Regions from separate parts of the Gasterosteus aculeatus genome. Here region 1 is linked to region 2. A link is a contact called in public Hi-C data. All regions are on one chromosome and are shown on one strand. The core of a region is the stretch at or near the end of the contact, and the rest is flanking DNA. Distances in the headings are between cores, read along the strand shown. Region 1 overlaps me1 (malic enzyme 1, NADP(+)-dependent, cytosolic). Region 2 holds the start of prss35 (serine protease 35).

What was found. Hi-C and Micro-C count contacts between places; a contact is called where the count stands out from the background.
Region 1: a Hi-C map of liver shows a contact between it and region 2, with 8 times the contacts expected there. The contact joins the enhancer-like site here to the promoter of prss35 in region 2. A contact is called at or near these places in 6 of 6 Hi-C or Micro-C datasets (blood and trunk muscle, liver, skeletal muscle and 2 more).

The regions. Positions count from the first base shown.
Region 1 is chr20:16,781,995-16,787,620 of fGasAcu3.hap1.1, forward strand. It overlaps me1 (malic enzyme 1, NADP(+)-dependent, cytosolic), which reads left to right. Exons shown (of 14, transcript XM_040166048.2): 8 at 1-15; 9 at 242-355; 10 at 863-968; 11 at 1,164-1,306; 12 at 1,410-1,583; 13 at 2,129-2,227; 14 at 2,621-3,098. The coding sequence ends at 2,788. Among protein-coding and RNA genes, the nearest start is that of prdm13, 42 kb to the right of the region's middle. Within about 2 kb of position 2,672, at least 1 of the 9 cell types and tissues checked has open chromatin away from gene starts, as enhancers often do.
Region 2 is chr20:16,717,873-16,723,254 of fGasAcu3.hap1.1, forward strand. It overlaps prss35 (serine protease 35), which reads right to left and starts at 3,143. Exons shown (of 2, transcript XM_040165920.2): 1 at 2,827-3,143; 2 at 1-700. The coding sequence starts at 681.

The sequences.
Region 1 (5,626 bases), core at 1,422-3,921, 64 kb after region 2:
CAAGGTGCAGGAGAGGTTTGTGCAGCACACTTGTAATGACTCAAACTGTCCAGCAGCACGTTTCATTTTATTTCATTATTTAAGGTTGAAGAGTTCATTATTGGGTCGTGAAACGAAGGATTGTAGCGTCCAGGCTGTACGGAGGGCTGAATGTGTGTCTGATTTTACACAAATGGCATCTTAAAATAGATTTGACTATTGGCTTTATAGTGCAGCTCCTCCTCTCTTGTCCCGCCCCCAGGCAGCGATGGGGATTGCTGAGCTGATCGCCATGGCCATGGAAAAAGAGGGACTCGCTAAGGACGAGTGTTTGAAAAAGATCTGGATGGTCGATTCCAAGGGTCTCATTGTCCAGGTATCTTGATAAAATGCTGCTAATGCACATGGAGAATTAACCAATTGACGGCCCGTTTAGACAAAGTAGATCCAGAAAGAAAATACACAGCAACACTAATAGATGTTATCACGGGTTAAAAACCTCTGACGATGAGTTTTCCTAAGCAGTTTGACATCAGTTACCTCCACAACTAAACATTTCCAATGGTTTGTTAATTCACATGCCAGGTTTGTCCTTGGAATAGCTGCAAACTGCAACATCTGTTACACATCTGTTTTGTCCACCATATCCACGTGATTCATTCCTCCTCTTCACTCTCCTCAACTATTCCCTCTCTCCTCCATCCCACTTACCGTCTCCTCACCAGAAGAGCTGGAAAGTACCAGCATTCCTTCATTCCAACAGCAGTAAAGTGTTAGGGACCAATGTCAATGACTCCAAGTATTAAAGTATTAAATCTTTTTGGTACTATTTTTCTACCGGTTTTCATGTCTGTAATGTCCTGCTCCTCTCCTTTACCGTTAGGGTCGGGACCAGCTGACTCACGAGAAGCAGATGTTTGCTCATAAGCACCCACAGATGAAGAAACTGGAGGATGTGGTTCGGGAACTGAAACCTACAGCGATCATTGGTAAAACAACCAGCACTTCATGTTTTAATGAGGCAGCTAGTTTCAGTACCAGTCGGATGACACTGATGGATCGGATTCAAGGGTATATTGAAAGAAGGGATTGATCGTAGACTTGAATGAGAATTTGGGGTCATTTGGAAAATGCGTTTAAAGTCTGAAGACTGAATATTGAACGTTATAAGCTTTCTGTCTCAGGTGCGGCGGCCATCCCCGGTGCCTTCACCCAGCAGGTCATCAGAGACATGGCTTCCTTCAATGAACGGCCGATCATCTTTGCCCTCAGCAACCCGACCAGCAAAGCAGAGTGCACCGCCGAGCAGTGTTACACCCTCACAGAGGTACCGTTATTCATCACAATAATGCTGACACAAATGGCCCCGAACGATGCCCCTGTTGATCCGTGATCAATGGGTGAATTCACGGTGCCTCCACGGGTCGCAGGGCCGGGGCATCTTCGCCAGCGGCAGCCCATTTGACCCGGTCACCCTGTCCGATGGGAGGACCTTCTTCCCCGGTCAGGGGAACAACGCCTACATCTTCCCCGGTGTGGGCCTGGCTGTCACTGCCTGCGCCGTCCGTCATATCAGTGAGGAAGTCTTCCTCACTGCAGCAGAGGTACACAAACCGCATGTACAGCACGCACACACCTTTTAACACAATGTTTACCCTTACTTATTGTTCTATTTTGTTTGTAGCACTGAATTATTACTACTGATGCACATGTGTAGGTAGCGTGGAGGATAAGCTAATTGTTTCTTAATATATGGTTTAGTTTTGCAAAATGCTGCAGTCTTGTGTGGTAATTAAAAAAATGGGTGTTGGCCTACGTTAATACAAGCAATGGTGTATTTAGAAATATATAGAAGAGGCCAAACACACTACACTGAATAGGGATAGGACAAGCAGCCGTTAAACTTTGAATATTCATACCACTCCCAGATAAATAATTACAGGCATTAAGAAACAGAAGAGCTCAAAGTACGGTAATGCCATTAATGTTCTAATTATACTGCAAAATATTCCTAATGAGAAAATACTTCTTAACATTTCACCCCACCGAGCTGTAGCTAGCTGAGAGTATTCATGTGCAACACAAGTTGGCATATTTTGATGATTTCCTCCTTTAATAACATGAGCTGTGTGTTTTACCTTGTTGACAGGCTCTCGCGCAGCAGGTGACAGAGAAGGACCTGGCGGAGGGAAGGCTGTATCCTCCTCTCGGCTCCATCAGGGACGTCTCTCTCAAGCTGGCTGTCAAGGTCAGAGCTCAGCGTACAACGAGAAGCAGATGCACCTTGGAAGGGTTCATAGTCGCCTATCCGAACCAGGCCACACTCATGCACACTCTGCATCTTCTAGACTTGTTGTTCATCGGTGTTTGGGTGCCGGCAGTGCGGCGATGTCCAACTGAGCCTTTATTGAAAATCCATTAAGGTGTGATAAGCCTAAAATGTGATCGTGCATTGATGGATTTACTGCTTCTAAATGCAACCAATGTGGGCTCAGGATAAAAGGCCTCAGCGGAAACCTTAAGTCACCTGTTGTCTGAATTTGATATTTTCCTTAAGGTAAAAAACAGTCTTGAAACTTGAGTCTAGTTGTCTAAGGGCTTGTGAAACCTCAACACTATTCTCCAACCCCGTGCATTACAGGTCATGGAGTACGCCTACGAGCACAACATAGCGGCACTTCGCCCCGAGCCGTCCGACAAGGAGGCCTATGTGCACTCGCTCACCTACAGCACTGACTATGAGGAGTTTGCTGTGGACTCGTACCGCTGGCCGGAGGACAGCACGGCTGTGCAGACATGCAAACTTTGATGCACCGGACGGCGACCCAGGAGCCCCGGAGGGGAACGCCAACTGACACGCTAAATCATCACGACACATGACATTGGGATACGAAAGGGTCTGTCTGCAGATGTTCCTCTTTCATGCTGTATTTATATCATGTGAAATGCAAATCAGAAAGAAATTTGAAGAATTTATTAAATATTGCACTAATGGTTGTTGTCACTTCACATTTTAGGAGGTCCTTCACAGGATACTTTTAATTCAGCTGTGAGAGCTTCTTTATGATTGTCAGCTATAATCCAAAAATTCTTTGTCAAATAAAAATGGTTTTGATTGATATCTGACTGAAATTCTTAATGGAAAAAGAGTTTGATTTGGGTGTAAAAGGGACTTCTGATGAATTTATAAAGTAGCCTCAATGGAGAAATGCTGTGAACAGAGGTTATCTTCTTGTGACGCACACTTTGGTATCTTTCTGTAGCTTCATCAACAGACGAGAGAATGTACAAACTGTTTGATTATTCTTTAGCCTGTTAACCGTCATACATCATCTGTTAAACGCTTCATAGAGTGAGAAAATGCACCACCGTGTTGCACAGTGCTCCGTCTCCCTCTAGAGGCCGATTTGAATCATTGCAATCAGTGTGACTCTTTTATTGACAAAATATATGCAGAACATCGGACAGTAAGACAATGAGACAAGACAAATGACATTCAATTCAATTCACAAATTTACAATTTAACTCAATAGAAGGCTATGGGCCAGGGATATAGAAAAAAAATTGTACGTGGATGTACAATTTTTTGACGAAAAATATTTTGACGGAAATCTAAAAAACCTAGTTGAGAATCAGTAAATATGGATGTATATAACTTTATATGACTTAAGTAAACTTTCATTAATTGTGTCATCCACAAATCAGAGATGGGCACTCGAGTGGTGCGTACATGCAAGAAGCAATAAAAGCTCCATCGGCGTATTTTGTCTCTGCCCACTGTGACCACTGAGATGGTTTTACATTAATGAATCAATCACTAGCCAGACAGTCAGTACCAGAGGCCTCGGCTGGCCTGCTGCCCAACGTGGTCAGAAATCAATAGAACCGGTCAGCATTCAGAGTTGTGCGTCTGGCCCTGGGCGCCGAGCAGAGACACTAACATTAACTTTCCCTCCTTGCCTCGCCCACCCTTTTTAATTCAGCCCTGGGCCACCGCCACCCTGACACGGTGATCGACGTGTCTCAATGTCAACAGCATCCAGCAATCATGGTCTATTAAAACACATGAGCAACTCGAATATAAAAAGCCATTAAAACACATCTTTGGTCAAAGTTGCCTTCCAAGCAAATCCATAACTTTGAGCTTGGTTTAAATGTTTCAATAAATCATCATTTATGCATCTCTGTGAACTGCTAATTTATCAATACTGTACACGTGTGATGGGTAGAGCTCTCCCCTCCCCCCCCTGCCTGTTTGGCCACACCACCTTAATTGGTGATGCCTAACAGGTGTGACCAGGTGCTCTTTAAATGGGAGCTTTTGCCCCACTAGAGCTAGAGGGGGGCTTGCTGTAGGTCTCCCACGGCATAGGCACAGCACTCGCCACGTGCGGATGGGTTTGAGCGGAATCTAGAGGTATGTCAGGGGTTTTCTGTTTCATGTTTTAATATGCTTTTTAGCAGTGAAATGTTTATTGGCGTTATTTACCTTTTCTTTCTTTTATACAGGAAATGATCAGGTGGTGCAACGCTGAGCCTGGTCACTGCTGTTTTTGCCTTTGATTTAAAATAGATTATGGTTACCCGGTTTATATAGTATCTTTGATTGTGAATTGCGAATTTGTTTTCTTTCTGGGTTAGTGTCTTTGTTTTGTCCTACATGAACAACCATTACTGCGCCCTATACTGGGGGTCCCTTTAATGCCAGTGCAGGTGGGCATATAGTAGGCCTACAGGGGGTGGCTCACGAGGTGGAAGGCCCTTTCAGTTTATTTTGTTTGTTTGCTGTGTTTTAATTCTTTTTGATTTGCTGTGTTTTCTTTCCTTTGACCTGGTGGTGGCCCCCTTGTCCCCTTTCACTCCCCCGCCCCGGTGGGCCTCAAGTAGTCACCTTGTACTGGTAGGGTACCCCAGTATAGTAATCCTTTTTCAAAGCATAGATTATATTTTGCCATAAAACCGACCAATGTTTCTGGATTGATTATTCCTTTTCTTTTAAATATTAAACCTACTTGTAAATAAAAAAAAAACATTGTTACAAAACTGGAACTTCACCTCTCTGCTCCCTTTCTTTTTCATTACAACTGATATTCTTTGGGTGAGAGTCCCAAAGTGACGTTGTCACCCTTGTGACCAGGCGAACGGCCGCCCCGGTTACACATGCATATTTACTTTTAGCTATTTCACAGTTTATTTTCCTTCACAAGTAGCCAACTTTATTTGACTTTCTTTCTTTTTCTTAAAGCTGGACTGCATTCTAAAGCTGACTTCCAGTAACACCCCCTCCCACATATATCACTATCCTCTCTCTCTGTGCTGCGGCCTTCACCCTGCAGCCCTCTGTGGCACCTTGCTGGTCACAGACAGGCCGGGTGATTAGCAGCTGTAACTCGGCATCCTTTTGACCTTGTTTACAGTCTCACATGAAATGGCACCTTGCAGAGACCTTGTGATCAGTGCCAATCAGCCCGGCCCCCGAGGGAGCGTCGCCTGTCTACCCATCCTCCCCGGCGCCTGTCTGGCTTTGAGCCCGAACGGGGAAAAAAAAAAAAAAAAACCTTTCCCAGCTGCACGGCCACCAACGCACCCTCAGCATGTCCTGCTTGGACTCTTGTGTTCTCCACAGCACAGAGGGCATCGTTTCGTT
Region 2 (5,382 bases), core at 1,893-4,392:
CCTTTCCTGCGCTTCCTCTTGATCCTTGTCTCCCTTCCTCCTTCTGCCCTTTCCTCGCCCTCCTCTCCCTTTGCCTCCTTTCCCTCGTCTGGACTTGTCTTTCAGAATACCAACACGGAGCTCCTGCACCCCGTCTAGATAATCCCTCCCGTCGTGGATGCAGTGGGCAGCAGTCAACACATGTCTGGGCGACACGAGAACCCCGGAGCATCCTGTGGAGATCTTCACGGTGCTGGAGAAAGGGTATTTGGTGGAGTACTGCTTGTCTGAGATTGTAAAGCGGGTATCCGGGCCGTACACCTCGCGTTTGTGGCGGGAGCTGGAGGAGACGTTGCTGGACCAGGCGGTCACCTCATTGAGGCCCTGCACAGAAACCGAGGTATACGTGCGGGTGCCGTTCTCGTAGACCGTCTCGTAGGACAAGAACTGCTCCAGGTCATCCAGGGAGGCGGCGGGAAGACGGCGCTGACACTCTATCCCGCAGGTCCCGCTCGGCTCTGGCTGAGGACGGGCTGAAAAGTTTGGGCTGCCGAGAGGCACAGTACGTCTTTTCCTTACCAGAGGCACCTTCCACTGTGGCCAGGTGTACTCGTCGTCCACTGCATTCCCTTCAGCAGCTACGGCCACCACCATGGCCAGCACCGTCATCGGAAGCAGCACACACAGGGGAAAGGGGCCCATTGTTAAGTTGGGCCTGGCTCTGGAATATAAAGAGTAGAGAGGAAGGCTTAGGTACACGTTGCAATAGAGCCGGAAAGACTTATAATTGTTTAAACATATAATATCTATGGCTTGGTATACACATCCACGTGCCCCTCTTTTATAATCACGTGACATTTCCCCTTTTGACATCAGCAGACCACTGGACTTATTAAGGAAAAGCAATCACATCCCTGTTCAAACAGATCAGAAGGCCGTTACCACACCTTCATAATTCCTTTCAATCATGATACCACTTGATTAACTATCAAGCTGTTGGTTATTTGAATTATTTCCTTCTGTTCCTTAAAATATCAGTTTGTCGCCTTGAAACTTTTCACACAGAGACTCATGTATGGCCACAGGGAGGCAGAGTAGCCCAGAATATTAGAGGCACACGTTGTGTGACAGCAGAACTCAATCAGTATTGTCCAGTTTTTTTAAATAGCATTCCTACTCATTGCAATTCTACAGGGAAAGACATGTAAAACATATAAAGCATTAGCTGTGTGGTTGAGAGGAGATTAATGTCCTCTGTTTCTTGCTGGAGGCTGCGGGCAGCGAGGAGGAGAGGACAAACCCTGGTTCTCCGAATGGGCAGAGACAGTGGCTTGGAGGTTTGCCACAATGGTTAACCTTCTCCTTCAGTAATGGCCATATCTGGTTTCCTTAGCTCCACTCTAGTCCTCGTTGTGCATCCAAAGGACGTTAAACATCCAGACGGCTTGCTGGTGCAGGCTTTTACCGTATGAATGTGATGATGCCAATATCCCTGATAAAGTTTAATACCTTCAGCAGACCATCACTTAACTACAGGGTAGGAGAGTCGGTGATGAAGTCACACAATAGGGGAAATCATAGGGGTTAGATGGTGTGTGAAGGACAGTCTGACCAACTGGGGAATGCAGCTGAAACTTGCATAATCCAGAGGGTCCACGACCACACATTCCCTGTCAATGAGACAGTGATTGGTTTGGCAGAGCTCCACGTAGACGCCGCTGAGAGGGAGCATGAACAGCATCCCCTATGAACCATTTAGATGCAACATCATCCTCTGCAGACAAAACATCCAAGGCATCTTATTTTTTTCTTTTTCTTATTCGAAGTTGAAACTATCGAGAATGCCCTTTTCATTTGGGTTTGTTTTCCAATAAGCGCACTGTCATGCAAATGCAAAGGAGACCAGTCGGCTTAAGTTTACCACGGATTCCAATAAAACATATCCAGTGGCTAACATCTAACCGGCCCCAATCAGACGGTGATAAAATACAAGCCCACAAGAGCTATAAAACAGCCTCATTACAAAAGTGACTGTTCAGCTTCACAGTCACACCGCTAGACTCAGACATAACAAATATCCAGAAGAAAGCCTGCAATTAAATTCACCATTGAGGGGAAGCTGATATGCTGCCATGATGGCTCTTGGTCATAGAAGGCGCTCATTTGAACAAAGTTTTCCGCAGCAGTCAGCTGAACAAGAAGTGTGCCCCCACTCCATCCCACAGCGAGAGCCCCCCAGGAGACAGAGTGACCAAAGTGCTCATGAAGCATGGATCACCTTCTACTGTCGAGTTTAATCGAAAAAAAAAGATATTTCATTGATCTTGACATGTTGATATAACGTCTTCATCTCAGGAACAGAGCCTCCACTGTGCAAAACACAGGAAAATCAGGTCTTAACAATAAGGTGTCAAAGAACACAATTTAAAATATTTTAGTGATTATCAAAGACAAGTTTCTCCTCATTCAAAAATAATTAAATGTAACCATTAGCTGTGGATGCTATTGTGGGAAATAAATGCACCGTTAAATTAGATCCAATCCAATGTGAAGAAACCACAATTCCACATCTGTTACAGCATCGCATACTGTAATTAGAAAGAATACGGCCAATATTAATTGCAAAGTAACTCATTTAAACAGATTTTTTTTAAAGCGTTAAAAAATAAATGGTTTGTACAACAATCCGAATAAATCTTCTGGGGTCCGTCCATCCAGAAACAACAAACTAACTAAAGTCTATTAGAAAACTGAATACATCTATGAAAAAAATGGAAAAAAATACTATGAGCACACTTCCCTCATGGTTCCATCAAGGTCTGGCAGTAAATGACAAATGCTTCCTACCTGCTTGCATCCGATTGATGGATATGCCAAATCCGCAGTGTATTGTTTATTTTCCCTAGAAATATACAAATATGATCCCAGCCGTCCTGGTATCAGCAGGGTGACGGCTCCCTTCTCCTCATTGCTTCTGCTGAGAGAGACAGAGTCGCAGCTGGGACGCTCCGCTCAGGCTGCACTTGATGCTGAGGAGGGAGGGAAGGAAGGAGGGAAAGAGGGAGGGGGGAGGCAAAAAAAAGAAATCTGAAAAGGCCTTTTTTTCCCCCCTCTTCTAACAAAAGCTGTTCAGATGTGGGTGGGACCAGACCGGGCGACCTAACTAACTGCTGAATTGGGTGAAGTCAGTGTTCTATTCAGCAGCAGCCCAGTGCGGGAGGTGTGCCGGGGTACAGCGGGCCAGGCAGCGGGGGCAGCGCGCCTCAGTCAATGGGACTTCCAGAGGACTGTGAAGGAATTAGTTCTGCCGCTCACCCAACAATAGATGGAAGGCGTTTCCATTCTGAGCTGAGCGAGCCTCAACAGATGCAGCAGCTTTTGGTCCAGTGAGGTGCAAACACCAGAAGTTGTAGCTGCTCCTGTAATGCACCCAAATGATTTACACCACTCAGAAATGTGTTGACGGTTTATTGTGAATATTAAAAATAATCCTTTAAAAATACAATACTCACGTGCCTGTCCTGAAACCAGACCTGGACCTTTCCGACCCTGATTACCCAGCAAGAGGAAGAATCATGGTTATTTTCTTTAATCTTTAATTTTGCAGTTACATGTACAATTTCCCTTCCTGCAACAATTTAGCATTGCGCACATTTTCGGATAAAATGGCTGAGGCGGAATCAGAGGTAGGCTATAATGTTGTGTGACACACACTTCCTCCTTGTGACAACAACCACCGGGAGCTGCTATTCTCAAGCAGGGAAGAGGAAATTGATTATCTACATTATTTCATGATGAAGTAACGCATGTAGACCCTCTTTTATTTTTATCATTAAGTCTGACTGTGGTTCTTATATATGTTTAATGTATTTACATAGTCCCTCAGAGGATATGGATGTCTCATAATCAAAGAATTGGGCTGCATGCTATCGCATCTCAAGAGGTTTTCTTTTCTAAATATTGTTTCTTTATTCGTATGAATAGGACATGCATGCACGACAGAAAGAAATGCGACACCTTGTCGACTGTTATCTTCAGTCTTCGGGTGAAGCGCAGTGTCTCTGGGCACTTGGCCGCTCGCTGCCTCCACCTTCGTAACAGGAAGTGAGACTCACTCAAATCTCTTTTCTCTTTATCCTTTGCATCAAGCAGCCGGCGGTGGAAGACCGGCCCGGTGACTCGTCGGAGTCTCGCCGAGCCAAGAAAAAGGCACAGAAACGTGTGTGCGATGAGGGAGAGAAAGGGAGAGTTGAGGGCGGGGGGGGGGGGGGAGTGTGATGATACACATCTGGCCTCGAGGGGAAATGAGAACAGGATGTCATTTCGATTTGAACCTGATCTTTTTGTAATCACTTCTGTCAGTCAGTTTGATTTACAGGAGACTTCACAGCAGCTCAACCGATGTCGGCAAACTGGCTGTAAAATGACACCAGTCGCTGAGCCTGTGTGTGAAAGAGAGAGTCCGTGGGTGGGCTGCACACCTGACCGGCATGTCGAGGATCCTGATGGACGCCCGTCCATGTGGGCAGGGATCACATTGGGTTGGCACATGACCTACGTTTCTCTCTCTCTCTCTCTCTCTCTCTCTGGGTGTGGTCCGATTCCTCCTTCGGGCTTAGCATGCTAATGGAGATCGACCCAGTCAATGAAAATATACCACTGCGACTGTAAACACACTCGGGTGCTTTAAGCTCGGCGTATGCCACACAGGCTGTGGGGAGAGAAAACGTTGCGCATGGGACATCACCCGCAGCTCTCTGACTTCTTGAAGCTTCAGTCGGGTGCAGCCACCGCTGTCCTCGTCAAATAAATGATTATACTTATTTAGGCCAAGAAGCGGGCGAAGCAGAGGCTCCTGGCCTAAATCACGGCATCATGCTGCAGACACCACAGTTGGCCACACATTTCTGGCCACTTCGATACTGTGGCCATTGTAGAACGAAATGAAAGAATAGAACATACAAATATGATATCAAATAGAAAGGTTCCATGTTAAAGTCAGAGAAAGATCAGTACCTATAGTAGCTATGGAAGACGTAATTGTACATGTGCCTCCTCCTTGACTGGATACACCAATTCTACCACCCGATCATCTAGACTTAAAAGCAATGTCCAAGCCAGCCAGCCAGAAACATCCAGCTTAGGCGTAAATTCAGTCAGGAAGACTGGCTATATGTGGGTACGGCATAAGCTGCTTCCGTAAACCGATCGCTGTTCTCTTGTCTGTTGCCGTCAGTTTCATTTCAGCAAGCACCAGACGCAACCCTCCGCCACCCCAGACACCTCCAATCAGCAGGGGAATCTGGCATATCAGAAGAGTGGAGCGACTTGTTCTCCACCACCAGTGTCTGGACTCCCAGACAGGGAGGAGGTGCCTCATCTCATCTGTGCATCCCGGCCCCC